Regions from separate parts of the Sus scrofa genome. Here all the other regions are linked to region 2. A link is a contact called in public Hi-C data. All regions are on one chromosome and are shown on one strand. The core of a region is the stretch at or near the end of the contact, and the rest is flanking DNA. Distances in the headings are between cores, read along the strand shown. Region 1 holds the start of LOC100521972 (zinc finger protein 546). Region 2 holds the start of SELENOV (selenoprotein V). Region 3 holds the start of PAK4 (serine/threonine-protein kinase PAK 4).

Region 1 (3,954 bases), core at 594-3,093, 260 kb after region 2:
TCTTCCTGCTGAAGCCGGGACACATCAGGCCAGGCAGATGCTGAACCCAGAGCCCCGCAAGGGAGGGCCAGGCCTCTCCCCAGAGGTGACCTCAGTGGCCCAGCACTTGCTGATTTTATTTGTATGTCGATCCAGATGAATAATAGTTGTATGTACATCTAGTTTCAACCCACCATCACAAGACTCATTCCAGTTTTCTCCTTTTCCATATCTGCAATTTCTCAGACAGCGAGAAGCCTGGCTGCTCCCATTGCACTTGATATTTTTACTTTTTGATCAGCACCCCCATCCCAGCCTCCATCACATGTAACAAACTCCTATCACTGCTGCAATGGCCTTTCCCACACAGATGCTCTCCCCATACCACTTGGGTTCTGACATCCACTCTCCTATTCAACCAATATCAGCGTCTCCAACACCCCCACTTGGGCTCCACAGGTAGCCACAGCCTTCCTCACCCAGCCTGAGCTCTGAAGTCCCCTGTAGGGCATTCCTCCAGTGTGGATGCCCTCCTTATGCTGCTGCTCAGGTTAACACTCCCATACCAGAGGGTGTAACCATTTGCATTACCCCTAATAAGCCCTTCAGTCAGCACCTAGCTACTCCCTGCCTCAACACCCTCCTCACCCTGCTCTGGCGCCAAGACCCGCTCTAAAGCCCATCCTATGGCTTTAGGGCTGAACTGCTCACAAAGGGAAGGGAAGAGAAAGGGACAAATGTGTTAGCATCAGACTCTAACTGCCCACTCATGATTCTATGGCACAGTGCCTTTCTAGGCATAAAGCTATCTCCTCAGTCTGAGATTCTCAAATTTATCTGCCAGACACTCCTAACAGCACAGAAGGGTAGAAAGAATTCCCTCAAATTTTAAAAAAGTTCCCATGTTATGATGGAGCATGAAAATGTGAGAAACGGGATGTATATATGTACGTGTGACTGGGTCACCTCGGTGTACAGTAGAAAATTGACAGAACACTGTAAACTGGCTATGATGAAAAGATAATAATTTTTAAAAATTTGTAGAAGTTCCCACAGTTTGTGTTTTTGTCTATGAAAAAACTTCATGTGATTCTATACAAAAAGGCAAAATTATTCGACAGATAAATCGCAAATCTTTGCTCCAAATCTTGAAATAACAGCTGATGCTGCAAGAAGATGCAACATATTGTCTTTATAATCTGTCTGTGGCTGCACACGGTCACACACACCCAGTCAGCACATATGTAGATCACACACCCACGTTTCACATAGCCCCGCTTGCACCCGCCACTCAACTGCCGCAGTCACACAGCGCCCCGCACACCCAGCCCCTCACACACACACACACACACACACACACACACACACACACACATCACCCGGTCACAGCCCCGCACGCCCACAGTCCCCGCCGCGCCACTCCCCGCCATGCTCAGGTACGAATCACCCTCGAATGCCGCTTCAGGCGCACACCGTCCCTTCCCCAAAGAGTTACATGCAGGGACACAGCTCACTCTCAGCCAGACGCGCAGTAGGTGCCGAAGCCCTCACAGCGGGGCACACACACACACACACAGGCTCACGAAGCCAGGTACGATGGGCCACACACCTGTGCACCAGGCGCCCAGACTACCTCAGGGAAGAAACCGACAGAATCCGTCCCTACGCGCTTGGCCTCAGGGCTGCACCCACGGCTGCACTCGGCGGCGCAGCACTCTGAGGGTCCCGAGAGGCTCGCACCTGCCGGACCGCTCCCGTCGGGAGGTCGCTCGGCTTACAACGCTGGTCAGCGGTCTCCGCGGGGCGACCAGAGACGCCAGATCCGCGCGGCGCACATACGCCTGCGCACTCAAAGCCCGAGCACATCGCCTTCCGGCTGTGGACTACATTTCCCAGAAGCCCCAGGGGAGGCGTAAACTTGGACCCTGAGGGCCCTCAACCGGGCGTTCTGGGTGGCTCAGCCACCGCAGGTGAGTTAATGGAATCCTGGGGAGAAGTGGGAGCCAGGCGAGGCGGAGCGGGACTCACCTGGGGTAGGGGTGGGAGTGGAGCTGCCCCCAAAGTGTGGAGCCCCGGGCCCATTGTGTTTGCAGCCTCGGGCCTGTGGGGGCTGGAGGAGCAGAGGAGGATCGTGTGTCTGAGTGTGATAGGCTGTGTGTAGTGCGTGTGTGTGTTTGCGCGCGCCTGCACACCCACACTTAGCAGGACCGAATCGGGGCTCCTGTCGGCGTGCGCGGTTGTCAGTCTGATACTGGTGCTTGCCTCAGTGGTGAGCGTCACGGACCCACACTCCTGCTGCTTTCCCCACCCTCCCCTCACAGCCCTGGGTGTCGGCACAGAGCTGTCCTCAAGAGGAAAGTCCAATAAGATGAAGGCCCTAGGAGGAAGTTTCCCAGCAAGAAGGCACAGTCCTGGACAAAGGATGGGGCTATTGAAGCTAGAATTGTCTCGGAGACAGATTCCTGGGATGAAATGATGGGAAGCGTTCCTACTTCAGGCGCTGCGGTTGCTGCTACATTTTTCAGGAACCGCAGCATTCCCATACCTCGGATTCTAGGAAGCTGCTGTGATTTCAAAGACAAGTTCCAGCCTCCTTCTCCCATCCGGTCCGTATGTGTGAGGTGAGTGCTGATGTGGCCCTAGAGGGTCCCTTCTCTGTCTCAGCTCTAAGAAAGGCCTGGTGTCTCCCGATTTCCTTCTTATCCAGTTCTGCCATTCTTCACAAGGGGATCCTGGGGAGAAAGGGAAAATTGTTGCACATTGAAAGTACAGATCAGGTGAGTTTCTACTTCCTCTTTGTTCATAAATGCATTTTTGCTTTTAGTACATGGAAATATTTGCATTTTTTTCTGAAGTGTCCAGTGCCATGGGTGTGCTCTTAAAAAAGAAAAAAGAAGAAAGAAAGGTTGTCAAAAGAAAAATGAACAATATGAGTAAAGAAATAGTCATTGTGATGAACAATAATGCTCAAATTTTATGAGTGCCATTTATTATTATTGAGATTCAGAGACATTTTACAAGGGTTATATCCAGTGATATATATATTTTTTGTGGCCGATCCCACAGCATATGGAAGTTCCTGGGCCAGGGACTGAATCCCAGCTGCAACTGGCACCACTGCCACACCTCTGGCAATGCAGGATCCCTTAACTCACTGTGCTGGGCTGAGGAGGGAACCTGTGCGCCAACGCAGCGACCCGAGTTGCTGCAGTTTGATTCTTAACCCACTGCACCACAGCGGAAACTCCCAAAGCAGTATTTCAATAGATTATTCAGTGGAGAAAGAGAACCAAAACCTGTTCTGTTTTGCCCATATTTTCTTATTTAGTCTACACACTCCCCTCACCTGACATGTCCATTCAGGGAAGAACTTGTCAGTAAAAAGATCTTATTGTAATGAAGAATGTTCAAGAATTGGTAGGCTTTATTTAAAATGGTCACACTGATTCCCTTACTATTCCCACACATGTCAAACAGAATTGCTTCTAAGATTTAAAAAAAAATTGGGTATAGATTGTATACATAAGATTATGGAATTAATGCTTGCTTTTTGAAAAAAACAATCAGTTATTCAGTTATATTACATGAGAGACTTATATGAGATTGATGCACTGCCCACTGTGCTAAGAAGGTCATGAGGGACTTATAAAAAAGAAAGTTAAAATAGCATCACCAGTAATATTTGGGGAGGTTTATTTTAGCACATTTTTCTGCACCTGTATATGTGTGGTGTGTATGTGTTTGTGTGCAGAATAGAAACTGTTCTACTTGAGCACTCAAAGGACATAGACTCAACTCCCATTAGAAAACGTTAACTCTATGAATCCAAACCATAGGTTTCTTTTACCTCCATGAATATGGAAGAAGAGGAAAGTGCCAGTGACCCCCTCTAGAGTGATAAACTTTCCAAGTACTTACAGCACCAAATTCCCACAGTTTAGTGTTACCTAAATTAATTAAGAGCAATTCAGATAG
Region 2 (3,965 bases), core at 376-2,875:
TTTGTTTCCCCTGAGCCAGGATGGGAACTCTCTTTCTCTCTTTCTTTTCTCTTTTTTGGCTGCCTTGAAGCATGTAGAGTTTCCAGGCCAGATCTGATCCCAGGATCAGATCCCAGCCGCAGCTGTGATTTACATAGAAGCTGTAGCAACGCTGGATCCTGTAACCCACTGTGCTGGGCCAGGGATGGAACCTGTGTCCTGGTGCTGCAGAGACACTGTTGCGCCACAGCAGAAACTCCCAGGGTCTTTCTTGGTCCTGGTTTTTTGGACCCAGGCCCAAGGGTTAACATAGGAGGGGCTCTTGGGTGTTGAGAAGCACAGTGGGCGGTATTTCTCTGCTCGAACCCCTTCCACGAATCTGCATCAGGTCTGTACTGACCTAATAGTATTGGACCATTTGGTTTTGACAATGTACTGTGGTTACATAAGATGTTTTGTTATGTAAGCAGGCAACCGTTGGTGAGTGACCCTTGGCGTTCCTGCTCTGCCATTGGTTGGCATTGCAGTGGGCCCTTCCCCAAACAAGCCACTGTGAGTGACCACTGGCCCCTCCCCTTCCTCTGTATAAACGGAGCATGAATTCAGATTGAGAAGATAGGTTTTTTGGAGACACTAGTCTGCCATCTTCTCGGTCTGTTAGCTTTCCCATTGAAGTCGTTATTCCTTGCCCCAACAATTTATCTCTGGGTTTTTGGCCTGTAGAGTTTCCAGCAGAACGAACTTGGGTTTGGTGTCAGTTACTGGGGAAAGCAGAGTGAAAGTTACACAGGAATTCTCTGTATGGCTTTCCCAACTTCTCATTTTAAAACTGTTTCAAAATAAAAATATATTTATATTTATCGAGTGCCTACTGTGTGCCAGGACTGGTTCTAGGAGCTGGGGATTCAGCAGTGAACCAGACAAGTTCTCACCCTGGAGGAACCCACAGTGTGTTAGAGCCCTTGGCGGAGTGGTTCTGTGCCAGGAACCCGGAGCCTGAGAGCCGGGATCTAAATCCTGGTTCTGCCACTTGCTGGCTGTGGGCACATGTGTAGCACTTAGCACTCTATGAGTGTAAAATGTGTGAGTATTATTTTCTTTGGGTCTCTCGGTTGTCCCTTCCTCTAGGAAGCCCTCTCTGATTGCCCCAGACTGGTTCTGATGCCTCTTCTGGGATCCCACAAGTCCCTGTGCTTCCTCACCCGTCTCTAATCCCTTTGCTTGGGCCTCCTCCACCCTGGCCTTGACCTTACTGGGCCGTCATTGTTTGGTAATGGCTAGATCTCCCCTACCTGGCAGGGAGCCTGATCACTGGACCTGAGCTTTCCTGCCTGCTGTGTCCCCGGAATCACCCAGCATAGGACTGTGCACACAGCAGCCACTCAAACATATAGTGAACGCATGAAGGTTAGGGACATTGGCAGTCTGTGTGTTCTCCACCCTGGAGGTGGGGATTCCAGAGATGGGAATTACTGGCGAGATCCCCGTGATCTCAGCCCCATCCCCCCCCTCCATCCCCTGCTCAGGTTGATAGAACCTGCCTGCCGCATGGAACCCGGTGTAACAGCGCCCCATTGTGGTCGCCTCCCATTTCAGAATCCTGTGCAGATGAGGCCCCCGCGGCCCAAGGCAGGGGGGTCAGGCGGGATCCCAACCCGGGTTACCTGGGGTCCGACCCTGGCCCCCATGAATAACCCGGCACGGGCCCCAGCCCCCTCCCCTGTCCGGCCCTCGGCCTCGCTGCGACCCTTGGCCTCAGTCCGGGCCTCGACTCCGGCCAGGGGTTCGACCCTGGCCAGGACCTCCCTCCTGGTCCGGACTCCCAATCTGGTCCCGGCCTCGGGTCCGGGTCCGATCCGGACCCCGACTCCAGTACGGACGCCAACTCCTGTCCGGACCCCGACCCCTGTTCGGACCCTGACCCCCGTCCGGACGCCAACTCCGGTCCGGACCCCAACACCGGTTCGGACCCCGACTCCGGTCCGGACCCCAACGCCGGTTCGGACCCCGACTCCGGTCCAGGTGCCGACCCCGGTCCGGGTGCCGACCACGGTCGGGATCCCAACGCCGACCCTATCTCAGGTCCTGGTCCCTGCTTTGGAATCCCTCCCGAACCCAGCCCTGCCTTCTTTGGATCCGCCCCTGGAACCTGATCCCGAACTCACTTTGTCGCCTGATGAGGATCCTACGCCAACCCCGAGGGCGAAGCACCTCCCACTGGTCGCCAATGGATTCGTTCCCGTCCAGGAGCCCCTTCCTGCGCTTTCTCCGTTGGCCACTAATTTACTGGAGTCCACGCCGGGGGCTGGGACCGACTCATCCACCACCAAGCTGACAGATTCCACTTCTGGACATGTCCCAGGGACGCCCATCCTGGCGACCATCCCATTGGCCGTCGCCTTACCGGTTTCTACGAACGCATTGGCCTCCACCAGCGAGAACATCCAAGTGGACAACAAGATCCTGATTCGAGTCGTCTACTGGTGAGGGGCTGTCCCCGCCCACGCCCGCTTCCTCCCTTGGGGACAGGGCTGCGGGGGCGGGGGCGGGGGTGGGGTAGCTCCACCTGCCACTCACTCTCCTTGGACCAGAGAGCTCTGGATTCAGTCATCCACTCTCTTGCTGGGACTGGAGTGTGAGCAGAGCCTCCCTACGAGGACAAGGGGTCAACTCCAGAGACTGAGTGTCCGGGACAGCCTTCCCCACCCCCAGGTGGCGCTTCTGCCGCTAAGTCTCAGTGAGGAGGCTACTTAGTGGTGTGGGGAGGGTGGGGAGGAGTAGGGGAGTCAAAATTGGGGGTGGGGGGGGGAACAGTGCTGTGCAGAGGCTGAAGGAGGGTGACTTTAGTCCTCGGTATGTGGGGTCCTAGAGTTGAACCTTTGTGTCAACAACAGCAACCCCAGGGGCCAGCCTTGACCTCCCAGAGAGCAGGGCTGAAAGTGGCTGGGAGGGGGCCCTGCCTTCCCCTCCAGTCCCAGTTCTCTCCTGTTCTCTGCCTCTCTCTAACTCACTCTTTTCCTTCCCCCACCGTGTGTGTGTCTCTTTCTTCTTCTCCCTGATTCCTCATCTCCCTCCTCTTTCTCTTCTTTTCTTTTTCTTTTTTCTTTTTGCTTTGTGTCTTTTTAGGGCCGCACCCACAGCATATGGAGGTTCCCAGGCTAGGGGTCTAATCAGAGCTGTAGCTGCTGGCCTACACCACAGCCTCAGCAACATCAGATCTGAGCCACATCTGTGACCCATACCACAGCTCACGGCAACGCCGGATCCTTAACCCACTGAGCAAGGCCAGGGATCGAACCCGAAACCTCATGGTTTCTAGTCGAATTCGTTTCTGCTGTGCCAGGACGGGAACTCCCACTTTTCTCTTTTCTAAAAATTAAAGTATAGTTGATTTATAGTGTTGTGTCAATTTCTGCTGTACAGCAACGTGACCCAGTCATATACATATATATGTGCGCACACATACACCCACGCACACACGAACACACACATCCTTTTTCTCATGTTATCTTCCATCATATTCTAGCACAGAGGTGAGATATGACTCCCTGTGTTGTTCAATAAACAGAAAGGCATCTTCACTGGGGTAATCAGGAAGGCCTCCCTGGGGAGGTGTTATATGAATAAAGACCTGAAAGAGGGGAGAGAGGAGCTGTTTAGATACCAGGGGAAGATGGGATTCTGCAGAGGGGACAGCGTGCAAAAGCCCTCAGGCCAGAGCAAGACATGCCTGGAGTTGGAAGAAGAGCTGGGAGGTCCCTGTGGCTGGAGCGGAGTGGGCTAAGGGGGCAGTGGGGGAGATGGAGCCGACGGATGATGGCGCAGGTCCTGTGGGGGCCTGAGGACCACGGGGAGGACTGTGGGTTTTGCCCTGAGGTGGATGTGCTGTGGGAGGGCTCTGAGCAGGGTGGGGGAGGGGATCGGCCGTCCCTCTGGGCTCAGGGAGAGACTGATGCCATGTGTTCCTTCCATCTCTCTCTGCCTCC
Region 3 (4,535 bases), core at 1,902-4,401, 290 kb before region 2:
ATCCTCCTCACTCTCCTCACCTTCCATTCATTGGCTCTTACCTCTTCACCAACGCCTCCAGGAAACCCTCTGAAGGAGGCTCTTTGGGAGTTCCCATTGTGGTGCAGTGGAAACAAATCCGACCAGGAACCATGAGGTTGCAGGTTTGATCCCTGGCCTCACTCCGTGGGTTAAGAATCCAGCATTGCCATGAGCTGTGGTGTAGAATGGCGGCTACAGCTCTGATTTGACTCCTGGGAGCCTCCATATGCCGCAGGTGTGGCCCTAAAAAGACCAAAAAATAAAAACATAAAAATAAAAAAGGAGGCTCTTTGGGGCCTGATCTCTCTCATGGCCCTGAGGAAGCCCTTGGGGTAAGGCTGCCACTAGACTTGTTCTGTGGCTCTGATCTCTGCCTGAGATGCTCAACTAAGTCACGAGAGGGCTTCCCCAAACACGGTTCTGAATTGTGTGCAGGGCATGGAACAGGCAACGGGTGCACCTGGCCATTCTCCCTCACCTGAATAAAGTGCTGTCATCTCAGTTACTAGATTTGCTTTTTTGAAAACAGAGACTTGGTAAGACATAAAGACTTCAAAAGAACAGAAAAGCAAGAATGTTTAATGCTGGAGCGAGGATACATTAAAGGGCATATTCCCTCCACGCAGGCAGGAGTCTGATCCGAATCCCTGCAGCGCAATTTGGCAATGTGTGTCCCAGGCCATGGGGAGGCAGCAGAGGGCAGTTAGCGAGCGCCATGCCTGGGCGTCAAAGCGGGGGATGAGTCCAGTGTGTGATTTTAAGCAAATGAAGTTACTTCTGTAAGCCTCAGTTTCCTCCTCTGCAAAGCAGGAATAACCACAGCCCCTGCTGTTTAACTTACCCGGCTTAGCACCATGCATCGGTGCATAGAAATGTTTGAAGCCTGGGAATCGTTACTATTATTAAAGCTTAAAGACGTACATTTCCTTTGACCCAGCTGTACCATTTGTGATAATCTGTTCAAAGGAAATAATTAGAGATGTGCACAAATATTTAGCCACTTGGATAGGGGTGTATGTGACTCATTTATAACAGCAAAATATTTATCAGCGTTTGGATGTGCAGCAAGAAAGAATGGTTCAAACACATTGCTGTTCACTGGTAGAATGGCATCTTATGCAGCCATTAAAATGAATGTTCTTGGAGAATATTTAACGATACGGAAAGATACTGGTGATATTTATAATCTTGTGTTTAAAAGATACAAAATTCCTTATAAATGTGTGTTTCCAATACCAGTTTTTTAAAAAAAACTTAGATAAAGTTCCTGATGTGGCTCAACAAGATCTGGTGGCATTTCTGGAGCCTGGGACACAGGTTGGATCCCAGGTCCAGCACAGTGGGTTAAGAGTCTGGCATTGCCGCAGCTATGGCCTAGGCAACTGAGGCTGGGATCTGATCCCCAGCTCAGAGACTACTTATGCCTTGGATATGCCAAAACAGGGAGAAAAAAACCAAAACCAAACAAACAAAAAACAGTAGATAAAGGTATAGGTTTAAAAAAAAAAACTCATTGGAGTTCCCACTATGGCACAAAGGGATCATGGGCATCTTGGGAGCACTTAGACACAGGTTTGATCCCCGGCATCGTGGGTTAAGGAGCCGATGTTGCTGTGACTCAGATTTGATCCCTGGCCCTGGAACTCCAGAACTCCATATGCCACTGGGTGGCCAAAACAAACAAACAAACAAAAAAACAAAAAAACCTCATTACACAGTCACTCATTCATTGCTGCTACAGATGTTAATTAAATGCCCACCATGCGCTAGACACTGTGCTAGGGCAGGGAAGATGCACTAAACATTTAAGAGTATCTCTGAAAAAGTGGCTTTACACCTCATCCAACCATCCATTCAACAAATGGGCAGCCCACAGTGAACAAAACAGACAAAAATCCATGCTCTCATGGAGCTGACATTCCAGCAGGAGAAAAACAATAACTATGATTAGCTAATCATCTAGCCTGTTAGAACGTGATAAGAGGAACAAAAAATAAGAAAAAGCAGAGAAGGTAAGTGGTTTAGTAGCATGTGAGAGGGACTTTGGCTGCTTTAGTCAGGGTGGGCAGGAACAGTCCCACTGATAAGGTGACATTTGAGTAAAACCCTGAAGAAGAGAAGGGACGGAGCCATGAAGGTACCAGGGGGGAGAGTCTATGCCCAACAAAAGGAATAGTCAATGCAATGACCTTGAGGTAGATGAGTACTTGATTTTTTTTTAGCAAAGTGGCTGGAGACCAGTGAGTGAAATCCAGGAAAAAAATGTTTAGTTTACGGGGGTTTCCCATCCTCCTCCCCCTCCTTTTTTTTTTTTTTTTTTTTAAACAAATCAATTACTTCTTTTTTTTTTTTTTTTTTCGTCTTTTTGCCATTTCTAGGGCCCCTCCGCGGCATATGGAGGTTCCCAGGCTAGGAGTCGAATCGAAGCTGTAGATGCCGCCCTACTAGAGTCACAGCAACGTGGGATCCGAACAGCAACTGTAACCTACAGCACAGCTCACAGCAAGGCCAGATACTTAACCCACTGAGCAAGGCCAGAGATCGAACCCGCAACCTCAGGGTTCCTAATCGGATTCGTTAACCACTGAGCCACGACGGGAACTCCAACAAATCAAATAAATACTTTTGAAAAAACTTATTAAAAAGATTAAGATCAATCAGTGTCCTGGTTCCAGGTCAAGTTCCCGGACTCAGACAGACAAAGGTCGTCCAAACTCACTATTTATTGACTATGATCCCAACTGAGCTAGTTCGCCCCGCTGAACCTCAGTTTTTAATCTGTAAAACGGATATTAATAACAGGGTTGTGACGAGTATTCAGCAAGATAATGCAAGTAAAGCACTTGACGGGGTGTCTGGCACATAGTAAAAGTTCAAAAGCTGTTTCTGGCCATAATCACCCATGCCTGCCTTCTACCCCCCATGACTGCTTTTGAGAGAAGGTGGGAAGGACTGTTGCAGGCGCCTAACCATTTTCCCCTTTAAGAATCTCAGCCGGCTGGAGCCAGCCTCCCCGCACCCTTTCCAAATTTTCCAATCCCGGCTTGGCATTTTCCTCCCTAAGGTTTCCGATTGGACGATCTTCACCAATCAGAGGCTGGAGCGGACCCTGCCGGGCACCCAGCTCCGCCCCTGAGCCGGCCCTGCCCCGGGCCGGTCAGCCCCGTTGCTATGGGGACTGGTGGGCGGCGAGGGGGGAAAGCCCCGGATGTTCGTTGGGGATTCAACATGGCGGCAGCAGTGGCCGTGGTGGCGGCGGCGCAAGAGAGCTGAGGGCGGCGTGAGCGCGCCAAGTTCCGGGCCGAGCAGCTAGGCCGCGAGCGACTGCGGTGCCGAGCCGGTAGGATAAGCGATCTGGCCAGGCGACGTGGGGGGGGTCCGGCGATGGCGGTGGGAGAGCGTTTACGGGAATAGGGGGCGGGGCCGCTGGGGTCAAAGTTGACTCGCGAAGGAAAGGGTCGCGTCGTGGGTGGGTCGCGGGTCTACGTTGAACAGGGGGGAGGTGTAGAGTAGGTCAGAGGTCGTGGTAGCAAAGGGGGCGTGGCGAAGGGGTGCAAAATTGGAAATTTGAAGTAGGAGCGTGTTGGAGGGGCAGGGGGGCGAATGTCTAAAAAAATGGGGGTCAATTTGAAGGGAGGATGTGCCTGCGAGGGTCTGAGAGTTGGAGGTTTAGGGCAGCAGCTAGTGGAGCAAATGAATGAGATTTAGGTTGGGGGACATCTGTATGGGATCAAAAGTGGGGCCTGACCAAAGGGGGCAAAGATCAGAACCTGGTGGCCCGACAGGTGATGTTCTCAGGGGTCAGAAGTTAAAACCCAGGTGGGACGTGTTGCTGAAGAGGAGGGGTAGGACATTCAAGAACAAGGTCAAGGGTGCTTCCTGCGGGGGCGGGGGGGGGCGGGGGAGGGGAAGAGGAGAAAGCCCTCCTCCCACAGATGATGAAAATAAGAGCAAACACTCCTAGAGCACTTACTGTGTGTCAGGCTCTGTTCTAAATGCTTTACATTACCTTTGATCGTGAACACAACCTTATGGGCTTGGTGCCATTATTAAGAGGTTAAGTGATTTGCCCAGGGTCTTCTCATGAGTAAGTGGTGCAGCTCAGATTTGAACTCGGGGTTCAGAGTTGTAGGCTCCGCAGGCTCTCAGATTCTCATGATGTTGGTTGATGCTTAATGAGAGTTAACATTGTACTCAGCGCCCTGTGTGCCCGGACTTATACCATAATCTTGTGAAGTGGGTACCAGATGGACCCACTTTACAGACAGACAAAGTGAGGCTCAAAGAGTTTCTACTGAGTGACAGAAGCAGATTCCAAGCTGAATCTTGAATGACCCCAGAGCTCCTGGCCCTAGTCACCACATCGTAGCTTGCTGAAGGTCTGTTCCTGGAAGCAGGGGGCTGGGCTGGGCAGGGCTGTCTCTTTGGCCTCCATGGAGGGGTGTGATCTGGGAGGAGAGGCTCCCCTGGGCCTGTGGGATGGGGTGTTTGTGGGTGGCCCAGAGTCCGAGGGA

Evidence for each region. A called contact is a pair of places that touch in the nucleus more often than the background predicts.
Region 1: a Hi-C map of liver shows a contact between it and region 2, with 5 times the contacts expected there. The contact joins the promoter of LOC100521972 here to the promoter of SELENOV in region 2. A contact is called at or near these places in 2 of 47 Hi-C or Micro-C datasets (embryonic fibroblasts and liver).
Region 3: a Hi-C map of liver shows a contact between it and region 2, with 4 times the contacts expected there. The contact joins the promoter of PAK4 here to the promoter of SELENOV in region 2. A contact is called at or near these places in 2 of 47 Hi-C or Micro-C datasets (liver and mesenteric adipose tissue).

What each region holds. Positions count from the first base shown.
Region 1 is chr6:48,416,874-48,420,827 of Sscrofa11.1, forward strand. It overlaps LOC100521972 (zinc finger protein 546), which reads left to right and starts at 1,844. Exons shown (of 5, transcript XM_021094380.1): 1 at 1,844-1,949; 2 at 2,301-2,600. The coding sequence starts at 2,592.
Region 2 is chr6:48,160,803-48,164,767 of Sscrofa11.1, forward strand. SELENOV (selenoprotein V) reads left to right here and starts at 1,626. Exons shown (of 6, transcript NM_001166045.1): 1 at 1,626-2,462. The coding sequence starts at 1,666.
Region 3 is chr6:47,866,453-47,870,987 of Sscrofa11.1, forward strand. It overlaps PAK4 (serine/threonine-protein kinase PAK 4), which reads left to right and starts at 3,152. Exons shown (of 10, transcript XM_005664597.3): 1 at 3,152-3,361.